Linked DNA regions of Sus scrofa: region 2 is linked to region 1. A link is a contact called in public HiChIP or PLAC-seq data. All regions are on one chromosome and are shown on one strand. The core of a region is the stretch at or near the end of the contact, and the rest is flanking DNA. Distances in the headings are between cores, read along the strand shown.

Region 1 (6,621 bases), core at 1,402-3,901:
ATTGATAGTTTTTTTTCTTTTTAGGGCTGCATCCTCAGCATGTGGAAGTTCCCAGGCTAGGGTTCAAATCAGAGCTGCAACTGCAGCCTACACCTCAGCCACAGCAATGCCAGATCCGAGCAGCATCTTTGACCTACACCACAGTTCATAGCAATGCCGGATCCTTAACCCACTAAGCAGTGTCTGGGATGGAACATGCATCCTCATGGATACAAGTTGGGTTTGTTACCTCTGAGCCACAATGAGAACTCAATGTATTTTTTTTTTAATTTAAAAGTTTTGTTCTTCAAAAGACATGCCAAAAAAGTGGAAAGACAGCCCACAGGGTGGAGAAAGTATTTGCAAACATATATCTGACATATACTCTATCCAGAATATATAAAGAATTCTTACAACTCAACAATATGTAGACAAATAATCCAATTTAAAAATGAGAAAAGGGGGGAGTTCCCATCGTGGCTCAGTGGTTAATGAATCCGACTAAGAACCATGAGGTTGCGGGTTTGATCCCTGGCCTTGCTCAGTGGGTTAAGGATCCAGCATTGCTGTTACCTGTGGTGTAGGTTGCAGACGAGGCTCAGATCCCGTGTTGCTGTGGCCGTGGCGTAGGCCAGCGGCTACAGCTCCAATTAGACCCCTAGCCTGGGAACCTCCATATGCTGTGGGAGCGGCCCTAGAAAAGACAAAAAGACAAAAAAAAAAAAAAGAGAAAAAGGGGTTAATAGATGCAAACTGTTGCTTTTGGAATGGATTAGCTATGAGATCCTGCTGTGTAGCACTGGGAACTATGTCTAGTCACTTATGATGGAGCATGACAATGTGAGAAAATAGAATGTGTACATGTATGTGTATAAAAAAAAATAAGAAAAGGATTTTTAAAATTTTTTTAGGGCCACACTCACGGTATATGGAAGTTCCCAGGCTAGGGGCCGAATCGGAGCTACAGCTGCTGGTCTACACCACAGCCACTGTAATGCCAGATCCTTAACCCACTGAGCAAGGCCAGGGATTGAACCTGCAACCTCATGGTGCCTAGTTGGATTCGTTTCCCCTGCGCCATGACAGGAACTCCCAAGAAAAGGATTTGAATAGAAATTTTTCCATGGCTACTAAGCACATGAAAAGATGCTCAACATCATTTGTTATTAGGAAGATGCAAATCAAAATCACAGTGAGCTATCATTTCTCACTCACTTAAATGGCTTATAATCCAAAAGACAGGCAACACACACACAAAGGCAGTAAGTGCTGGTGAGGATATATAGAAATTAGAAGCCTCATAGATTGCTGGTAGGAAATGGTACAGCCATTTGGAAAACAGGTCCTCAAAAAATTAAACACATAGTTAATGTATGAGCCGGCAATTCCATTTTTAGGTATATACCCAAGAGAAAAGCACAAGAAACTTGTATGTGCACGGTCATAGCAGCATTATACACAACAGCAAAAAGTGTAAACAACCTAATTAAAAAAAAATTTTTTTTTTTTGTCTTTTTGAGGGCCAAACCTGCAGCATATGGAAGTTCCCTGGGCTAGGAGTCAAATTGGAGGTGCAGCTGCTGGCCTACACCACAGCTCACAGCAATGCTGGATCCCTAACCCACTAAGGGAGGCCAAGATCAAACCTGCATCCTCATGGATACTAGTCAGGTTCATTACTGCTGAGCCACGACAGGAACTCAAGTGTAAACAACCAAAATGTCCATTAATTGATGAGCAGGGAAAATAAATGATATATCCATACAATGGATAATCAGCCATAAAATAGGCCTGAAGTTCTGATACACTCCACAACATGGATGAAGGCTGAAAACAGGCTGAATGAAAGAAGCTAGTCACAACAGATCACATGTTGCATGATTCTACTTATATGAAATATCCAGGCAGGAGTTCCCATTGTGGCTCAGTGTTAACGAATCTGACTATTATCCAAGAGGATTCGGGTTCAATTCTTGGCCCCGCTCACTGGGTTAAGGATCTGGTGTTGCCGGGAGTTGCAATGTAGGTTGCAGATGCAGCTCGGATCCTACGTTGTTGCTGTGGCTGTGGTGTAAGCCAGCAGCTGCAGCTCTAATTCAACCCCTAGCCTGGTAGCTTCCATATGCCACACTTGTGACCCTAAAAAGAAACAACAAAGCAACAAAAAAAACCCATATCCATCTTGAACAATAAATACATAAAAATGATGCTGTTCCAATGCCATATTTTGGGCTGCCTGGTCAGCAGTTGGACCAATGGTCCAGGCTTCTGTGTGGTTGCAGGCCCAGCTCAAATTTGCAAGTTCTCTGGGCCCCTGTAGACAGTTGCATCATTTCATAATGGCCCCACTTCCTTTTCTATAAACCAGTGCTTACCAAAGTTGCAGTCAGAAGACATCTGACTGTCCAGGGCCTCAGGGGCCTGAGAAAATTCAGAATCAAGACAGTTTTTTTCCTAAGTTAGTGCTCTGGACCCAGTTCATACCCCTTCCCGGGTTGGCTACGCCCCATCTTTTCTTCAGCCTCATCTTACCTTGTCTTGCCCTGTCTCCTAGCTGGAGAGGCGCCAGCTTCTCTTTGTGGCCCGCAGTCATGGCTGCTGTCCTGTCAAGTGTGACCTCAGCTGCCCCAAGGGAGCCAGGGCACAGCAGCTCCGGCTGATCCAAGTCCAAGCCAGCTGGCCTCCAAGAGCCTCTGACTTCCCAGCCGCTGCTCAGAGGGGCACACAACCCAGACCTGGGGAGTTAATACCCAGGGGGTAAACTTTGACCAAAAAGGAGAGGAGACTGGGAGGAGCTGGCAGTTGCTTTCTCTGCTTCTTTCTCCCCAGTTGACTGTTCCAACCCCTGGAGACATCCCGAGTGAGTGAGCAACTCTATATGTGCCTGTGAGGCCGCAGCCAGCTTGATAATGCACAATCTGTTTTGTTTTTTGTTTTTTTTTTTTTTTTTGCTTTGCTTTTTAGGGCTGCACCCACAGCATATAGAGGTTCCCAGGCTAGGGGTCAAATCGGAGCTACAGCTGCTGGCCTATACCACAGCCAGAGCAACGCAGGATCCTTAACCCACTGAGCAAGGCCAGGGATTGAACCCGTGTCCTCCTGTATCCTAGTCAGATTTGTTACCACTGAGCCACGAAGGAAACTCCAATAATGCACAATCTTGTACTGGCTTCCCCTCCCTCGCTGCCTCACCTCCCTTTTCCTCACTCATGCCACCCTGAAACATTAACCCTTAGGCTTTGCCACAGGCTCCATTTTCCAGGAAGCCAAGTCAGACAAACTCTGCATTTACTTGAGGGTAAAGGGTTTCTAAACCCTCAAAGGCTCTTTGGGCTATTTTCATCACCCTGCATTCCTACCTTGCCCCATTAAATAGAAACTTCTGCTGGCTTCTCTGGGAGGGAACAGCATTGGAAAAATAACTTGAATTCTGTTGACCTTCTGCGCTCCATGGGGTAAGCAGCAAGTCTTGGCAGGAAGGATGGGGGTGTTTGTCCTGCAGTAATCCAGCTGCTTTGGCAAAAACTTATGTGGTTAAATTTAATTCCGGGAAGAAAAAATAGGAAGCTCATTAGCATGTAGGTACCAGCCACTCCCCCCACCTCCCTCAATCCAGCTTTATCAGTAATAAAGCTATGTTTTCATCTCAATTTTTCTCATTCCTAAGCCTTTATTCTCATTTGGTTCAGAACCTGTGGTGATTGGAAAGGATATTATGAGAGTTATCTAGACCACAGCTAATGGCAACGCTGGGTCCTTAACCCACTGAGCAAGGCCAGAGGCCCAACCCACATCCTCATGGATACTAGTCAGGTTCATTACCGCTGAGCCATGATGGGAACTCTGGGATGATTTTTTTTTTTTTTTTAAGTGGCTAGGTTCCAAGTGTCAGAGTAGGGCTTCCCAATCTTGCGTGTGCCAAGACTGGGTTACAGGTGTTTGGAGGAGATGAGCCCCCTGCAGCCTGGGAGCAGCTGGCGCCTGGTGACAGCTTCCAGCCTTACAGAATCAGTTTATCCTTTGTGTCATATAAATATTACGGTTTACCCTGATGGGTGTTGTGACGTGAAAAAGCCTGGCAGGCACTGAGATAAATCACGCTTTAGTAAGGGCTATTGCGCCTTTCCTGTAGTGGCCTGCTAACTGAAAGTGTTTGGGAATTATTGATTGGTCAGAGGAAGATTTGTTGAAAGAATCGGAGAGTCAAAGACACGAAATGAAGACACCCTATGTCTTCCTGTGGTCCCTTCTGGGGAAATACACGTGATCTAACCGCTAAGAAAGATCAGTTGGAAAAGGATGACAAGGGACAATGGGAGGACATGCTAGAGGACATTCTAGGACAGCAGGATGTCTGGAGTTTCCCCCTCAGGCCCTTGCACTCCAGCCCCAAAGAGATCTTTGCCCCTTTCCTTCATATGTGCATCCTCATGAAGCAGAAGTAACACGGAGGCCCTGGTTCTGCCTCCCTTGAAGTTAGCGGTAGACTCTCCGGTCCCCTGAGGCCAGTTCCCTTTTCCTTCCACCTCTAAAGAGATTATCCTGGTTTCCCCAGGAGGCCCCGGGTCCCCACCTTCCTCCTCCCCTCTGTGCTGCAGTGCCTTTGTTTGCAGCCCTAGCTCCTCCCTGGGCTGCCTGAATTTTGAACTCCTGAAAAGGAAACTTTCTGGTGCTCAGTGGCACTGAATAAGACAGGAAACACTCTTGCACTGTGGCCGGATCCCCGCGTGGGCTACATTGTTTAAACTGCCTCCTTGCCCATGATTTTCCACCAGCGCATAAACAGGGGAAAAACCTCCTCCATCCTTTGCTGGAGCTTCTGAAACACACTCAGGGTCTCAGAACTCCCGACCTGGCCTCTTCCTAGCAAAGAATGGTTCCCGTTATTATCAAATATTACCATTATCAAATAATGGTGACCACGATTTGCCCAGCCCAGACTCAGCCAGGACATATCTATCATCCTTGATGTTTCCCTTGTTCCATTCCTGACGTCTAGGTTACCCCAAGTTTTCAAATATTCCTCTCTGACCTTGATGGGGCGGAAGAGGAGCCCAGTCCGCAGCTGCTGGGAATGCCTGTCTTTATTGTGGGAAAGGTGCCCGGCAAAGCCCCTGAGGCCTCTCTGCGGCTCTCACCCCCCACGCTGCCTCAGCTGCCCTCCCCCACCGCTGTTAGAGATTAGCTTCCTCCCCAGGCCCCAAAGAGAGCCTCCTGCCCAATCCTGTGTTGTGTGGCCTTCACCTGCTTGCCTCCCTAGGAGGGCAGGCAACCCCGGGGGAGAGGCCGCTTTCCAGGGTGCCAGAAGGCCCCCTAAGACTGACTGAACCAAATACTCACCCCCTACCTTGCAGGCCCTTAGTTCCCCAAATGGAAACAAAGAGAAGAGGGCGTCTGACTGGAAAATGGAAGAAAAACTTAAAATTCAAAACTCAGCTACAGCTGCTAATAGGCCTGACATTATTCTTTTTTCATTTGATATAACCCTTTTCTTTTCTTTCTTTTTTTTTCTTTCCATCTTTTTGCCTCCTGCGGCACATGGAGGTTCCCAGGCTAGGAGTCAAATCGGAGCTGTAGCTACCAGCCTACACCACAGCCACAGCAACACCAGATCTGAGCCATGTCTGTGACCTACACCACAGCTCACGGCAACGCTGGATCCTTAACCCACTGAGCAAGGCCAGGGATTGAACCCCCGTCCTCCTGTATCCTAGTCAGGTTCGTTAACCGCTGAGCCACGAAGGAACTGCTGATATAACCCTTTCTGATTTTAAAAGTGATTTCTGGAGTTCCCGTCGTGGCACAGTGGTTAATGAATTTGACTGGGAACCATGAGGTTGCGGGTTCGATCCCTGGCCTTGCTCAGTGTGTTAACGATCCGGCATTGCTGTGAGCTGTGGTGTGGGTTGCAGATGAGGCTCGGATCCCGAGTTGCTGTGGCTCTGGCATAGACCTGCGACTACAGCTCCAATTCGAGCCCTAGCCTGGGAACCTCCATATGCCATGGGAGACGCCCAAGAAATGGCAAAAAGACAAAAAAAAAAAAAAAAAAAGGGTGTTTCTGTTGTGGAGCAGCAGAAAAGAATATGACTAGGAACCAGGGGTTATGGATTTGATCCCTGGCCTCACTCAGTGGGTTAAGGATCTGATGTAGGAAGAAGACATGGCTTGGATCTGGCGTTGCTGTGGCTCTCGTGCAGGCTGGCAGCTGTAGCTCTGATTAGACCCCAAGCCTGGGAACCTCCACATGCCGCAGGCGTGGCCCTAAAAAGACAAAAAAAAAAAAAGGAGTTTCTTAGGTTAGGAACTCCCTGGTGGCTCAGCAGATTAATGATCTGGCATTGTCATTGCTGTAGCTCAAGTCACTGCTATGGCATGGTTTCCATTCCTAGCTCAGGAACTTCCCCATGCAAAAAGCATGGCCAAAGCAGGGGGGAGAAAAAGAATCTCTTTGGTTATATTTCACACTTGAGCTTAACCAAAAGACTGAGACGTGATCTTAGGTTATATTTCAATTAAAGTGGAACTCTTGGGCAAAACTCTATAAAGATGCAGTCACTGGCAATAACATTTAAATACAAAATTGACGCACCTTTCCACCCCAAATAAGCTTAATTTTTTGGGGGGAGGGGGATACTTTTA
Region 2 (6,621 bases), core at 2,631-5,130, 88 kb before region 1:
GCCACCATGGGAATTCACCCGTTTTGTTATCCTTTTTAAATCACCCCTACCACTGTACCAGAAGTAGGATGCAGCAATGGAAAAAGGCTGGAAGGCAACAGTGTCAACAACAGTCAATTCTGAGACACTCTGCCATAATTTCTTCTACTACTACTATTTTGACTTTCCAAAATTTCTATAATGTGTAATTTTAATAGTTGGGAAAAAAACTTTTCAAGTAAAAAATTGTCAACAGTAGAATAAAACATTATAAGGTATATCCAATTATATACAAGTTATTTAAGGAAGAGTCACTAAAATCAACTTTTAAGATCTCATATCATAAATGCTGTTTAAATAATACAAATTCATTACAAAAATCAAAAGATCCTCAGGTTATAAAGTATGCAGTCTTCGAGATTAGTTACATATAAGAGTATACTGCTATCAATCACAACCAAGAAACGTTCTGATGAGTAGGAAACATTCATGTTTAGCCACTACATGGTTTAATTCTAGAGACTTGTTTTAGTATACAAAAAATACTTTGCTTGAAGCTACAATTAAGAACTTATAATTCGTTAATACTTTGCTCCCTGCTAAGAATTCTCATAAGTAACACCAACTGAAGCAACCTCTGTGGCAAAAGTTCCCAATGCTGGCTACAGGTAAGAATCACCTGGAGAGCTCTTTAGAAAACAGAGGTGCTATGTTACGAAAGGTGGCAAGTGTTCCAGAGAAAAACAGAGAAGAAGGGGATCTCAAATAGGAATATTGAGCTGGGGTCTACACTTTTAAATAGGATGGTCAGGGAAAGCCTTACTGAGGAGGTGACTCAGTTTGAAGGCGGGGGGACAGGAGTCATTCAGTATCTAGGGGAAGAGCGTCTACTGAGCATGAAGAGCCAAGTGCAATGTGTATCAGGAGTTTGCTTTGATATGTCTAAGACCAGCAAAGAGACGAGTGAAAGTGAAGTGGAGTGAACAAGAAGACCAGAAGAGAAGTCTCAGAGGTGAGAAGCCTTTGAGCCCTACTAAGGATGCTGGCTTTCATTCTGAGTGAGGTGGGATGCTGCTGAGACTAGTGCTAGAACACAGATCCTTTACGTTTTTTGTTTGTTTTTAATAAAAGGCTTATCTCCTAAAAAAGGCTATTTGGGGGATAGTTCAATCAGGTCACAGCACCTGAGTGCTGGGAAAAGAATGATGGGAAATGGCAAATCTTAAGGAAAATAGAATGCACTGTCTCTCCTACAGTAAGAATGAAGCTTCAATAGTTTGATGTCACAGGGAACCTCAAAGGTATAAGTCAAGAAAATAGGTATGGTGGGAAGGGCTTTTCATGTTTGTCAGAACTGTCTCTGAAAGATTAAGGTGTCTGCCTCCTCCATGGTACAAGGCCCAGAGATTACATTTGGAATCATATAGTTTCTACACTGTTTTCTTTAGCAATAAATGGGTTGGAGCCCAGTCCCCAGTGTCCCCGCTAAATTTATAAAACCCCATCTGGGCTCTGAGATAGGAGAATCAGGACTGGAGAGAGCAAAGTTCTAATAGGGACTTGGCTTCTAGTCCCGCCCAGTTTGCTATTAACTGCAGGCCTGGATCAGGTCATTACACTTCTGTGAGCCTGTTTCTTTACCTGCAAAGAGAAATTCGCTGGACTACATGATCTCCAAAACCTCCACTTTTATTCTGTTTGTGAAAGGACCAGTAGCTCTAAAATCCAGGATTTAGTAACAATGGCTAGAGCTCTGAGAACAGAGGACTTAAGGGGAAATGCCCAATGGCTAAGTCCATAAAGGAAATTAATTCTGTGAAGCACATTTTTAGGTACAGAAGTATTCTGGAGACTACAAAACTACCAGCGTGCTAAGATACCACAGAGAGACAGAAACCCTCCGACTCCCTCTGAAGTAGGCAGAAACAGAGTTCACAACGCTGCCATTGAGGGACAAGCACAGCCAGACAATTTTCACACTGAATCATCTCTTCCTATACTAGGCAGTTCCAATTGTTAGAAAAACACCCAAAGCAAATAAATGGAAAGGGGGATATATATCTCCTTATATGAGCTGTTCTTGGGCAAGCTGTGGGCAGCATTTCTGGCAAAGCCATTTACATTCTGGACAATGACGGCAACAATGGAACTTGGGGACAAGGAGGGGAAGAGACCAAGAAAAAACAGGCTAGGAATTTGGAGAAGGAACGTTCTCAGGACTCAGTGTGTTTGCCCTGGCGTGTTTTCCTTCCTTTTGGCAATGCTATCACCACACTAATGAATTTGTCTGCAACAAGAGAATTTTCCCAACACTTGTTTCCATTCAACCAGGAACTATTTTTAAGATATTTTAAGAGAACATATTTTTGAAAACTGCGTTTATGGAAACATGATAAGTGGAAGCAGCAAGTCACTTTTAATCTAAATGATTTAAGATTTTATTCACCACCAGACATGTTTTAATGACATATTCCAGTGATTTGATCAGATAAAATTCAGAACTCTTGTTTAAAACTTCTGAACAATTATTCTCTGGCATGGCTAAAGCACTTGTGAAAAAAAGAGGACAGTAGGTACAAATGTTTAGCTAAAAAGCTTGCCACCTGTCCTCTATCTCTGAGCAGAAAGCAATCAGGAGATTTCTAATTCTGGAGGAGGAATCTAAATCACGCTCAGTTGATGCAAAACTACCTATCTGGAAAAAAATAAAAGCACAGATGATTAAAATAGAAAAATATGCCATGTTTTTTGTTTGTTCCAACCAATACTCAATTGCTCTGGACTAATGAATCTCTTGACCCAGAGGCTAATATGCAGAGGAAGTAAACAATGTCATGCCGAGTCATGCTGAAAACTGGTTTTTATTTCAGCCTATTTCTATGTCCAGACCCAGGAGGTGATCTGTACAAAGTTGTACAGGCTTTGGAACAACTAATATTAGAGTCACTATGTAAATGAAAGAGGCAAAAACCAATTTTATTTTCCATCTTTGCTTCTTTTGTGAGATATTTTTAATGATCACATTTGTGGAGAGAATAAAACACCCGGGGCCAGACACCTATCCAGAAATTTGAGCCAGAATCATCTTGAAGAAATGAGAGGTCACACAAGTGACTCATGAATCAAAGTAAATCCACCCTAAGTTAAATGGGTGAAAGGCAAAAAAAAAAAAAAAGCAAAAACGGAAGCTCTGGAATTTCACTGTGGCGCAACAGAAATGAATCAGACTAGTATCCATGAGGATGCGGGTTTGATCCCTGGCCTTGCTCAGTGGGTTGGGGATCCAGCGATGCCATGAGCTGAGGTGTAGGTTGCAGACATGGCTCGAATCCCACGTTGCTGTGGCTCTGGCGTAGGCTGGCAGCTATAGCTCTGATTCTACCCCTAGCCTGGGAACTTCCATATGCCATGGGTGTAGCCCTAAAAAGCCCAAATAAACCAACCCCCCCACACACACCAAACAACGGGAGCTCTATCCCAGGAATGAAATGAACCTAGACTATAGATGGTTGAAGCAGCAATTTAAAGTTCACGAATTCCTGTGAAAAACAGGAAGTGAATACATTATATTATATCTATCTATCTTCAGGACAAATGCCGACATAAAGTAGACGATTCAGAATGAAACTGATTAATTCTCTATTTTAAAAGTAGATATAATTGTTTAAAATACATTTATTAAAGACTGAATCCTATCTCCCCTAGCAGTAGCTCAAACTATCAATTTTTTAAGGGCAATAGCTTGGATCTCCACTCCTATCATGCAGGATGTGATCAGAGTTAAGCTGTTCCAGCTGAAAAAGAAGTGGGGATGCTGCCAGCTCCACTGGCGACAGTACCCTGTCAGCTTTGTGCATTAGTGCACCCTCGGATAGATTTTCATCTTACCTCAGACAGCCAGGCCCAGCCCGTGGCAGCCTGCACCCGGGCAGAAGTCTCTTCCGAGAGCTGAGCCTTTCCTACTCAGGAGAGATGGACCTGGGCCGGTCTCTTCTTGGGTGAGGAACCAAGCAAGGAGCTCACTCTCATTGCCCTGTGTCATGGGAACTTCTGAACTGATCCTGTGTGTTCAGGAGATCTAAACTCAACAAGGGGTCCTCTTTTCTGTTTCTTCCTTTCTCTCTGATAATATGGAATCTGAGGAATGGGCTGGATGGATAAGAAAAGTTCATTTATAACTAAGAAAAGGTGAAGTGTTATCCTTCAACAGCATAACCCTTCTACCAACCTAGAAGATTACCAAAACCTGCAGCCTTATATCCATTCTCCGGCAGCGTCATTTTTGGAAGACTGTCATCTCTTCCCTGTCTCCACAGTTTCTCTTTCACTCTCCTGGCTGTTCATTTAACCACACTGTCTGCAGCAGGCAGGATTTATTTTCATGGTCAGAGGTAGGAGAGCACAGACAGAACACACTGGGCCTGAAATCTCAAGACCCAATTTCAAGTTTCTGCCGCTCTTATTACACAAAGTTGTAGTTCAAAGATTAGGCTTCGGTCAGACTGCCCAAGATCCACTTAGCCCTACTGAATTGCTCTGCCTTTCTGTTTCCTTTTTCATAAGGCTGGGTTAAATAATGGTATCCACACACCACAGGACTGTTAACAAGACTGAATGAATACATGCACAGCATTTGACTAGTAAATGGTGCACAGTAAGCACTCAATAATACCACTATTAGCTGAAGAGGTCAGGCAAGTAATTTCATCTCACTTTCCTTATCCTAGAAATGAAAATATTTGCCCCTACCTATCTATCTCTTAATCTTTTAGGAATTATCAAGAGCATTAGAAGATATTTTGATTATGGGATATTGATTTCTTTTGTAACCTCATCACACTGGAAATGGAAAATACAGTTACTCTTATTTATTATTAAAAAGAGCATTCAGGAGTTCCCTTGTGGCACAGCAGGTTAAGGATCAGCATTGTCACTGCAGCAGCTTGGGTCACTGCTGTGGCGTGTGTTTGATCCCTGACTCACAAACTTCCACATGCCACAGGCGTGGCAAAAAAAAAAAAAAAAAAAAAAAAAAAATCCCTAAATCCGTTCTGATTGCATTTTGTATAGGGAAAAAAACACTAGAATGGAAATCAGAAGGCAGACTCTACGACTAGTTAGTAGTAATGTTATCTTTGCCTTCCTGAGTCTCATTTTTACCATCCTTTAAAATAAGGGAACTGGATGATAGATCTCCAAAGTTCCTCCTAGAAATTTTGTTTTTCTTTTTTGGTTGCCCTGCAGCACATGGAGTTCTTGGGCCCAGGATCAGATCTGAGCAGAAGCTGTGACCTATGCCGCAGCTGCAACAACAGTGGATCTTTAACTCACTACGCTGGGCTGGGGATGGAACCAGCATCCTGGTACACTGCAGAGATGCCAACCATCCTGTTGTACCACAGTGGGAACTCCTAGAAATATGGTTTTTACCAACACCAAGAATATGAACAGATCTTCAACTGTGTCCACAAGCTTTTCCAAGGGCACTAAGATATTACTATTTGTGTTCAAAACAATTTCAGTTTAACTAAAGAAAAATGAAGCTAAGAATGTTTTCATCATGCCACCAATTCTGAAGGGGAAGGAATGAATTTAATGCCAAAAAGATGTCAGAATAGGAGTTCCCGTCATGGTGCAGTGGTCAACGAATCCGACTAGGAACCATGAGGTTATGGGTTCGATCCCTGGCCTTGCTCAGTGGGTTAAGGATCTGGCATTGCCGTGAGCTGTGGTGTAGGTCGAAGACGCCACTCGGATCTGGCGTTGCTGTGGCTGTAGCTTAGGCTGGCAGCTACAGCTCCGATACGACCCCTAGCCTGGGAACCTCCATATGCCGTGGGAAGTGACCCTAGAAAAGACAAAAAGACAAAAAGACAAAAAGAGAGCAGAATAAATAACCAGATCAAAAGCTAAAGGTCACCTACTATAGGCAGGAGGAACTAACCTAATAGTAGCCCTGTCCTTTTTCTTTGTGAAAATGAGCACCATTTAGCAGGATCCCTCATTTTCCTCCACAAAGTCCCCCCTCAGTATGTGCTCATTTCCCCTGCCTCACTAGCTTGCTCAAATGTTTCTGGCATTCTCAAGTACCAGTTCTCTATTGTGTTCTGATCTTGTCGCTTCCTGCAGTCTCAAAGGCACTGCTGCTTTAATCCTCCTTCCGACCTCCAGCATCACATAGTTTTCCCTCTTTTCTAGATAACTCCCTACAAGGAGCACACAAACTTCCTTCAGAATCTCCTAATCAAGAAATAAAAAACAAAGCCTTCTTCTTCTTCTTCTTTTTTTTAATAGCCACACCTGCAGCATATGTAAGTTCCTGGGCAAGGGATCAAACCTGCACCTCCACCACAACCCAAGCCACTGCAGTCAGGTTCCTAACCCACTGTGCCACAGTGGGAACTCCAACAAAACCTTCCTTTTTTCTTCCTCTAGGTACCAGCCCTGTTTTATGCCTTCATGAATAGAGAGAAATTTCTTAAGCATACGAAGCTCCTGCCTCAGAGTCTCTGTTTTCACAATTTCTCCTGCCTGAAATGCTCTCATCCCTAACCTTGGAGGATCAGGGCTGGCTTTTTTCCCATGTCAGTTAAACCTCAGCTTAAATTCACTTTGTCAGAGAGGCCCTCCCTGAAAACCTAA

What was found. HiChIP or PLAC-seq counts read pairs in DNA pulled down with a chosen protein or histone mark.
Region 2: a contact with region 1 is called in an H3K27ac HiChIP or PLAC-seq map of skeletal muscle. The contact joins two enhancer-like sites. A contact is called at or near these places in 1 of 5 promoter capture datasets (fetal skeletal muscle), 3 of 47 Hi-C or Micro-C datasets (alveolar macrophages, psoas muscle and skeletal muscle) and 2 of 2 datasets of contacts at active chromatin or transcription factors (alveolar macrophages and skeletal muscle).

The regions. Positions count from the first base shown.
Region 1 is chr18:18,805,426-18,812,046 of Sscrofa11.1, reverse strand. No RefSeq gene overlaps it. Among named protein-coding and RNA genes, the nearest start is that of UBE2H, 11 kb to the left of the region's middle. Within about 2 kb of position 2,651, at least 4 of the 83 cell types and tissues checked have an H3K27ac peak or open chromatin away from gene starts, as enhancers often do. A contact at or near this core is called in skeletal muscle, where this site is marked.
Region 2 is chr18:18,894,785-18,901,405 of Sscrofa11.1, reverse strand. The region is part of intron 3 of UBE2H (ubiquitin-conjugating enzyme E2 H); the gene reads right to left. Among named protein-coding and RNA genes, the nearest start is that of UBE2H, 78 kb to the right of the region's middle. Within about 2 kb of position 3,880, at least 17 of the 83 cell types and tissues checked have an H3K27ac peak or open chromatin away from gene starts, as enhancers often do. A contact at or near this core is called in skeletal muscle, where this site is marked.